Regions from separate parts of the Sus scrofa genome. Here regions 1 and 2 are each linked to region 3. A link is a contact called in public Hi-C and promoter capture Hi-C data. All regions are on one chromosome and are shown on one strand. The core of a region is the stretch at or near the end of the contact, and the rest is flanking DNA. Distances in the headings are between cores, read along the strand shown.

What was found. Promoter capture Hi-C pulls out the DNA fragments that hold promoters and counts their contacts. A called contact is a pair of places that touch in the nucleus more often than the background predicts.
Region 1: a promoter capture Hi-C map of fetal skeletal muscle shows a contact between it and region 3, with 5 times the contacts expected there. The contact joins the enhancer-like site here to the promoter of RND3 in region 3. A contact is called at or near these places in 2 of 5 promoter capture datasets (fetal skeletal muscle and liver), 6 of 47 Hi-C or Micro-C datasets (embryonic fibroblasts, fetal heart ventricle, heart right ventricle and 3 more) and 1 of 2 datasets of contacts at active chromatin or transcription factors (skeletal muscle).
Region 2: a Hi-C map of retroperitoneal adipose tissue shows a contact between it and region 3, with 2.0 times the contacts expected there. The contact joins the enhancer-like site here to the promoter of RND3 in region 3. A contact is called at or near these places in 1 of 5 promoter capture datasets (fetal skeletal muscle), 6 of 47 Hi-C or Micro-C datasets (heart right ventricle, mesenteric adipose tissue, retroperitoneal adipose tissue and 2 more) and 2 of 2 datasets of contacts at active chromatin or transcription factors (alveolar macrophages and skeletal muscle).

What each region holds. Positions count from the first base shown.
Region 1 is chr15:2,019,407-2,022,106 of Sscrofa11.1, forward strand. No RefSeq gene overlaps it. Among named protein-coding and RNA genes, the nearest start is that of RND3, 310 kb to the left of the region's middle. Within about 2 kb of position 1,290, at least 7 of the 83 cell types and tissues checked have an H3K27ac peak or open chromatin away from gene starts, as enhancers often do. A contact at or near this core is called in fetal skeletal muscle, where this site is marked.
Region 2 is chr15:2,154,089-2,156,809 of Sscrofa11.1, forward strand. No RefSeq gene overlaps it. Among named protein-coding and RNA genes, the nearest start is that of MMADHC, 340 kb to the right of the region's middle. Within about 2 kb of position 1,258, at least 6 of the 83 cell types and tissues checked have an H3K27ac peak or open chromatin away from gene starts, as enhancers often do. A contact at or near this core is called in retroperitoneal adipose tissue, skeletal muscle and subcutaneous adipose tissue, where this site is marked.
Region 3 is chr15:1,714,178-1,716,877 of Sscrofa11.1, forward strand. RND3 (Rho family GTPase 3) reads left to right here and starts at 1,412. Exons shown (of 5, transcript NM_214296.1): 1 at 1,412-1,561; 2 at 2,029-2,116. The coding sequence starts at 1,412.

The DNA of each region.
Region 1 (2,700 bases), core at 40-2,539, 310 kb after region 3:
ACAGGGTCACCTTGCTGTATAGTAGAAAATTGACAGAACACTGTAAACCAGCTACAATGGAAAAAATAAAAATCATTGTATTAAAAAAAAAGAAAAGAAAAGAAGTTGAGTAAACCAGGCAAACATGGTCTTGACATTGTGCTGTTCCACAGCCTGGCTCACCTCCTAGAAACTGGGCAGGATCACCTCCTGCCTTTCAGATCAGGAGAGCAGGGCAGGGCAGGGCTCTCCTGGCAGCCTGGAAAGCATTACAGGACTAAGCAAGCCTGGGCTTCCTCATTCCATTTCTAAACTGGGTGTGCCCTACACCCCATGCAGGAGCCAAGCACTTATTAGCCAACTAAATCCCTATGCCTAGAGTGAATAAAGAGGTTCTTTCTGGCCTCACCTCATAAACTAGGAGCCAAGAAATAGGGAGAGGAGAGACAGGACCATGCCTGGTAGCTGCCCGGACTTAGCTTGCATTTTGAGCACTTGAATCATCCTGCTATTGGCCCAACAATTAAGCATCTACTTTCCTGGCTGCTGTCTAGATGTCAAACTGAAGACCATATTATTATTATTATTATTATTATTATTATTATTATTTCGATCATGCCTATGGCATGTGGAGGTTCCCAGGCCGGGGATCAAACCCATGCTACAGCAGTGACAGTCCTGGATCCTTAACCCCCTGAGCCATCAGAAAACTCCAAAACCTTATTTTTCATAGAATAAAAATCTTAATTAAAAAACTTGAGTGAAATAATAATGTTAATTTTTAATAAAATGAAATAAATTAAAAATAAACCTGTTTAATAAAATACAATCTGTTTGAAGTTTTATATGTAATCACATCAGAAGACTTTGAGGACAAATTTCCCATTTCTCAGTTCTGTTCTCTGCAGAGTATGGGCTGGCTGAGCAGAGGTCATAGGACTCAGGATGTCAGTGTAGCTGAAATAACCACCGCCTGCTCCTGTCACCTTTGGGACGAGGTCCACCATGTCCGTTTTGTAGCGTTTAAGGCCCTGGCAGCATATTGGCTAATTCTTTTGGTTTCCTTTGTCTCATCTATGGGCCTGCCACATTTTTCACAGGGGGCGATAAAAAGAAAGCTCCTATTCCTCAGGACACTTTGGGGTGCAGGGCTCAGTGCCCACTTTTCACTGTGAGTGGTGAGAGGCCCAGTGCAAAGCCTCTGTCTTCCTCATCGTTCACAAATGTCCTCCCTCCCAGGGGGCAGACTGAGAAACTCCGAGGATGTGTGAGAAAGAGCTCCTAGCTGGCCTGGGGACACAGACCTGGGTGCACAGCAACGAGCACTGTAGCAGTTTCAGTGCCAGGCTTGCTGTTCTGAGACATTGTCCAAATGCCTACTGCTGAGGTGGACGGGGGCCAAGTAGATTCCAGAAACCTTATGGGAACAGCATCTGTTGCTGCTGCTTCTCAGCGGCTCATTCAAAGCCCTAATACATAAAAGGGGTATAAAGAGATAACCTTTGAACCACCAGAGTGAAGTGTTTGTCTTGGGCCTGAGATAACCATTCAGGCCACAAATGTTTTTATTTGGTTTCCCCCCTAATATCTGCATGTGGGAAGCACTCTAGTCTTAACATTGCATTCTTTCATTCTTTCACTGAATATTTTCAAACACCTCATACCATGGGAAGGCTGGCATGTGCCTGGAGGAGCTGGGGGCTACTGCAGTGGCTACTGCATGTAACTGCTCAGACACTGCACCTTCACACTATCTGTCTTGACCACAAGCCTCGACTACTCAGATAAAGGAGAGAAAACACAATTGACTGGGCATAAGCCTGTGCTAGTGGTTTTCCACAGAATTCCAAAGCAAAGCGACAGAGACCTCCATAGAGGACTGAGTGGGGAGAGAGAATTCTGGAACTCCCACATCCACATTAATTATGATCATTTTTGAGACTTGGTTTTCTTGTATGTTGTGAGTCCCTTCTCTCCGATTGACTTCAACTCTTCGCCCTGATTTAGCGCTTCGACCCAATGCCATTCAAGTTTAGGAGGCTTAGGGGAGGGTACATCTCTCCTACAAGTGACATTCATGAACCCAGAGGCAGAAGAAAGGAGTCTATGGCTCCTGGGCAGAGAGGAGGAGAGTTAAGGTATTTTATGAGGTATATGGAACCAGAAGCTCCAACCTCCTCCCTGCTCCATAATGGTAACCCCTCCAACAGCCAAGAACCTTGATAAAAATTTGGTGTTTCAGCACTGCTCCTGGTTGGAAGTGATACAGAGAGACAACTGTTCTGAAACTTCAAGTCAAATCGTCGAGTGGCCCTCTCTAGTCCTATCCTTTGAAGCTCTGCTCAAGCCGCATTTTCTCAGTGAAAACAGCCGCTCTCGTGTTGCCATTTTCTGACCAACCTCACCGTATTTGCATTGCCAAACTGCCCCCAGGTTCACGCTGTTTCAGCCTTTCCTTTAGTCAGCACTTTCACCATCAGGGTTCAGTGTAGACTTTTTACGAATTGCCTTATTGTCTTTTACAGACATTAGACAATGAACAGAAGTTCTCTCTCTTTCTTTCTCCCCCTCCACCCCATTCTATGTTGGACAAATAGTAGATATCCAAGAAACATGAGTTATTAGATTAATTCGTGCTCAACCCCTTAATTTAGGGGGAATGGTATAATACTAGAGAGAATCTGGTCCTTGCCACTTATTAAAACATGTTCCTACTGGAAA
Region 2 (2,721 bases), core at 8-2,507, 440 kb after region 3:
ACTTTTTTTTTAAATCATCTTAACATGTATTCTCAATGTATCAGATAATTGAATTGTGAATGAGAGTTGACAGCCCCATTCTAATATAGGGGTTTGCAAACTGCAGCCCAAACTGGCCCAGACTGTGGTTGCTACCTGTTTTCGTAAATAAAATTTTATTGGAATTCAGCTATGCCTATTCGTTTATAAATTACCTGTGGCTAAGTTCACATTCAACCAGAGTTGAACATTTTGACAGGCTAAATGTACACAAAATCTAAAATAGTTGCTGCATGACCCTTTACAGAAAAGGTTTACAGACCCCTTCAATCCATTTGGGGGTTAGCAAAAAATCCAAAGGCTGCAGTTTTGAGAACTCTGACCTCTCAACAACATTTAATTACATTATTTGTATTTAGAACAGTGTCACTCAAGCTGAGTTTCCTATAGTACTTGCTAGATATGCAGAATGTTACCAGATCTAACAAAAGAAAAAGAAAGTTGTGGTCCAAAAAATTTGGTAAATACTGGAATAAACCAAGTGAAACAGATTTCTTTTTGGCAGCCTTTTTCAGGTCATTCAATGTGCTAATATAGATGGTAAGTTTATAAAAACAGGTAATATGATACAGAATTCCTAGTCACTTGGCCTTAGCAAATCTTCTTTTTCCTGGGCCATGTCAGAGAATTAAGGTTCAAGGACATACCATGGGGAAAATGACTTGTTTAGAGCTGGCAAGTCTGATAGTTCTGTATGAGCTATAAAAAGAATAAGTTGGCTGACAGAAGAAAGGTAGGTACCATAACATACCTTTGGTAACCCAAAACTACTTTGGATTCACATAAAATTTAACTCTTTCAGTAGCAGCTAGCTCCTCGCTCAAAATGTATTAGGGACAATGCTATGTTGATGACATTGCTATGACAACAGAGCGGAAGAGAACTCCATGCACACTTTCACTCAAACTCAGCCAAATTCTCAGGCCCTTTCTTCATCTCAGAATTTTAGAAAATCAAAAAGTCTATGAACGAGTGTTCAAATCTTGGTCTCCAATGAATGGAGATTCCTTCTGACCAGCCAGCACTTAGTATGGGAAGGTTCTGTGGGCGTCGAGAGGTCTAGGAAAGCCTTGCATATCCTTTGGGGACATTGCAAGAAACAATGGAAAAGTTCCTGAATATCGGGAAATGTTTTCTCAAGATCAAGAGATGTATTGGTATGTGGGAGAGATTCCAAAGCAGCTGTATTGCCCGAAACATTTCAAATTTGACTGCCAGATGCCAGAGCCAATTTTGTGGAAAGGCAATTTCAGTTCCAGTGTCCCGGGCTGCCTAAGTAATGCAAGACCAGTGAAACTGATTTTGTTTCCAAAGTAGGGTCTTTTTTCTTTTTTAAAAACTGCCAAACATATTTTTAAAATTCCTACTGCTATTGTTACGTATTTGCCTAACTAAGGATGTTCTTGATAATAAGCCAGTATTTGTTCACAGTAGTCAAGCTAGACTTGGAAACCAAACAGTTTCTCTGAAGTCCAAAGATTGGGCAGCTCGAGTGACTTCCACTCCAGACGGTGCTATGAACTGCGTGCTTGCTTGCAGGAAGAGAGCTTTCATCTGGCTGATGGATCTACAGTCATCCAGGTCTGAGAGGGAAAGCCATTCTTACTCAGCACAGAGAGGGTAAGAGGCAGAGTAATTAAATGGCAGATCACAACTGATAGAAAATTGTAAGGTTTTCCAGCACCTCACCTTGTGAACTGTACAAACATGCACAGGAGACAGGCCCCACTCACGGATCCTCTGTCTAATGTCTTTATCACGGTGATCACTACATAGCACTTCCTGGCTGGATGCTACAAGGAGCCTTCCGTATGATTGACACTCAGAACTTCAAACCAACATATAGGATAGTTTGGGAGGAACCAAAATAATATCAACAAATAATTCTTAGCCAGATTCATTATCAATATTAATTGTAACATAACCTCTATTTTTGAATTTGAAGCAGACCACTGTTGACAGCGCATTTGTTATCTTGTTAATCCTAATAGTAACCTGTAAAGTAAGGGTTATTAACCTTATTTTACACAAGAGGAAAGAGAGACTGGTTGCTGTGCTTAGGTCATAATATAATACAAATCCAAGTCTGTCTGGTCTAAGACCTAAAATCTGTTGCTTATGTTTTATGTAGTGACTCTTATTTATGTTCAAGTTTCTCCCCAGTAAGAAAACCCTACGGTTCAGAAGAATCAATGCTTGTCGATTAGAACATTCATTTAGCAAATATTTATGAAGGGCCTGCTCTGCATCAGGCAATGTGCTTGGTGTTGGAGAGGCAGCACTGAACACAGAAGCCAAACATCCCTGGAGCCTTCAATAGTGGGGAGGGACAGATGCTTAAAAAGAAATTATTATTAAATATAATATAATTATATTTAATATTAGAAGACACAAAGAGCTGGGGAGGTAATAATCCAGGGATGAGGAACAGGGGATGCCAGAAGGATACAGTGTCAAAAAAGGTAGTCAAGGAAGGCCCCTGGAGAAGCTACCATTTGAGCAGAGATCTGTAGGAGGTGAAAACGAGCCCTGGGAATATCCAGAGGAAGAGTGATCCAGGCAGCAGGAACAGCAAGGGCAAAGGCCCTGAGATGGGATCAGGTTAACATACTCAACAAGGAAGGCCAAGTGGCTGAAGATGATGAGCAGATAAAGAGTTGGGGGCAAAGTAATGAGCAGGCA
Region 3 (2,700 bases), core at 162-2,661:
GGAGTGGAAGGTTGTACCTGCATTTTTCAGCTAAGGATATTTGTGTTTTCTGGGTTGAGCCTAAGATGCTTTGAGTCCTGAAAAGAGGAGGCTTCAGTTAAAGGAGCTGAAAGGCAGGATCAGAATCCTTCTTACCCCCTCTTCTCACTGAAAGAGGGGCTACAATGACCTTGTGTGTTTGGGTCCCTAGTGCAGTAGGAATGAGATTTTGGTGTCTCATGTTACTCAGTTATGAGCATCTTACACTTCTCTTTCTTTTCCTCTCCCACCTCCTCTCCGCTCTCCTCAAAACCTTCCCCCCTCATCCTAAGTCACTGAAACTGACAGGTATCAGAATTCAGTCTCTGACTATGACCCAAGCAAGCCAGTGGGAAATAACCTGGCTTAACTATTGTTCCATGGCCTATATACCTGATACAAAACATTTCCTAAAAAAATACAACCACTGGGAGTTCCCGTCGTGGCGCAGTGGTTAACGAATCCGACTAAGAACCATGAGGTTGCGGGTTCGGTCCCTGCCCTTGCTCAGTGGGTTAACGATCTGGCGTTGCTGTGAGCTGTGGTGTAGGTTGCAGACACAGCTCGGATCCTAAGTTGCTGTGGCTCTGATGTAAGCCGGCAGCTACAGCTCCGATTGGACCCCTAGCCTGGGAACCTCCATATGCCGCGGGAGCGGCCCAAAGAAATAGCAAAAAGACAAAAAAAAAAAAAAAAAAAATACAACCACTTAACCCTTCCCCATCTAAGATTGCATCCTATGTTTTATAATGATGTTTTAACTTGGGCGAATAATGTTTTTGCTTTCATAAATATCCACGAGGCTTCTGTAGATTAGCCCTTATGAAAATGGCTTTAAGTAATTCCAATAAAAGTCAATAATGCACATTCAATTTCGCACCTCCTCCTGTACTCCTACAGTGCCATCCTTCAGCAAAGCGTCTTTGCAATCTCCAAGTTGTCCCAGAGCCTTGGTCTGGAAATAGATCCCGCCCGGTTACCCTAGAGGGCGCACTGTCTACATTTCTTTTCTTTTTTCTTTTTTTTTTTTTTTTGCAAGTAAGAAGACGGCGCTCGCTCCCAGGCTCCATAAAAGGGGAGGAGGCGGATCAGTTTCCTTCTCCCATTGAGAACGAGGATTGGAAGGCCGGGCGTATAAAGCCGCGCAGAGAGCGTGAAACAAAGCAGTCGGATCGGAATTGGACTTGGGAAGCGCGGTGTGGAGTCAGGCAGAAAACTTGTTGGAGGAGAGTAACGAGCCTGCTCCTCTAGCTCTCATCTGCGCGGCGCTTCAGGGGTTCCCATCAGCCTTGCGATGTATTTTTATATCTGCTTTTTATAATATAGAGAAACATATATATTTTTTTCCTCTTAAGAGAAAATTCCTGTTCCAAGAGAAAATAAGGCAAGATCAATGAAGGAGAGAAGAGCCAGCCAGAAATTATCCAGTAAATCTATCATGGATCCTAATCAGAACGTGAAATGCAAGATAGTAGTGGTGGGAGATAGTCAGTGTGGGAAAACCGCGCTGCTGCACGTCTTCGCCAAAGACTGCTTCCCCGAGGTAAGTGTGGGGCCAGCCCGGGCTTCGAGGAGTGAGGAGGGCCTCTGGATCCTCTGGCTTCCCCCACTTCACCCGTTTTTCTTTTTTCAGCCGCCTTTCTCACCCTTTACTACTTTCCCCTGGGTTAGACTGCCGGGAAAGGGAAAGTGGTCTGGGAGCGTTTAAGGGTTGGGATGCGACTGCACATTCTGCTGTTAGCTTCTGAAACTTGTTCGGTCATGTGTGCAGAAGGTGGGGTTGTGAGATTCAGATCCTCTCCTCTTGGAAGATGGGAGGGGGGTGGCGAGAGGGGGTTAAGGGGGGTTCGGAAAAGGTCCGCGTGTTTAGTGTGAGGTCTGGTGGTCGTGGGTTTGGGGGTTTTACTTCTTTAATTGGGGAATGAGGAGGCGATTTTCAGAGGGTGTTCTGTGGGTGTCGTGCATTTTAAAATAACCTCTTTGCCCCATTCCTCTGTCCATTTTGTCCAGAATTACGTCCCTACAGTGTTTGAGAATTACACGGCCAGTTTCGAAATCGACACACAAAGAATAGAATTGAGCCTGTGGGACACTTCGGGTAAGAGAGTCATTGGACCGCGTGGCGCTCGGGCCGGTTTCCAGCCGCTCGGGGGTGAGCGGCGGGTCTCAGGACCCCAAGCTTGGCACGCTCTCACCATCCGCCAGCGCGCCATCAGCGCTGGCTCTGCTCCCCTCCGTTAACTTTGCTTCTTGGCGAGGGATTCCCGCGGTCCCTTCTGAGTGGTGGGCGGGGGGGGGGGGCGACATTGGGTTGGGGGTAGCTGTGGGAAGGGAAGAGCGCTGTGTGCCCGAAGGGTGACCCCGTGGTGGAAAATCCTTGTAGCCGAGTGGCTGGGGGGCCGAGCTGTGTCCGGGTCGCCTCCCGGCAAATGTTGGGGGCGGAGGGATGCGTGCGCCGCCTTGGAACCAACTGGATGAGTGCCACTCCAGGACCTGCAGCTTGTCGGGGAGGCGGAGAGCAAGGCAGGGGTGGTGGAAGGTGGGAGAAAATCCCCGAAGCGACGCAGTTACGTGCGGATCCCGCGTTTGGGGGCGGGGGGGAGAAGAAAGTAAAGGGAGCGCACGCAGCCGCGGCGCTCGTGACGCCTACTGCCAGGAATGCGCTGGCGGCGCGGGCAGCAC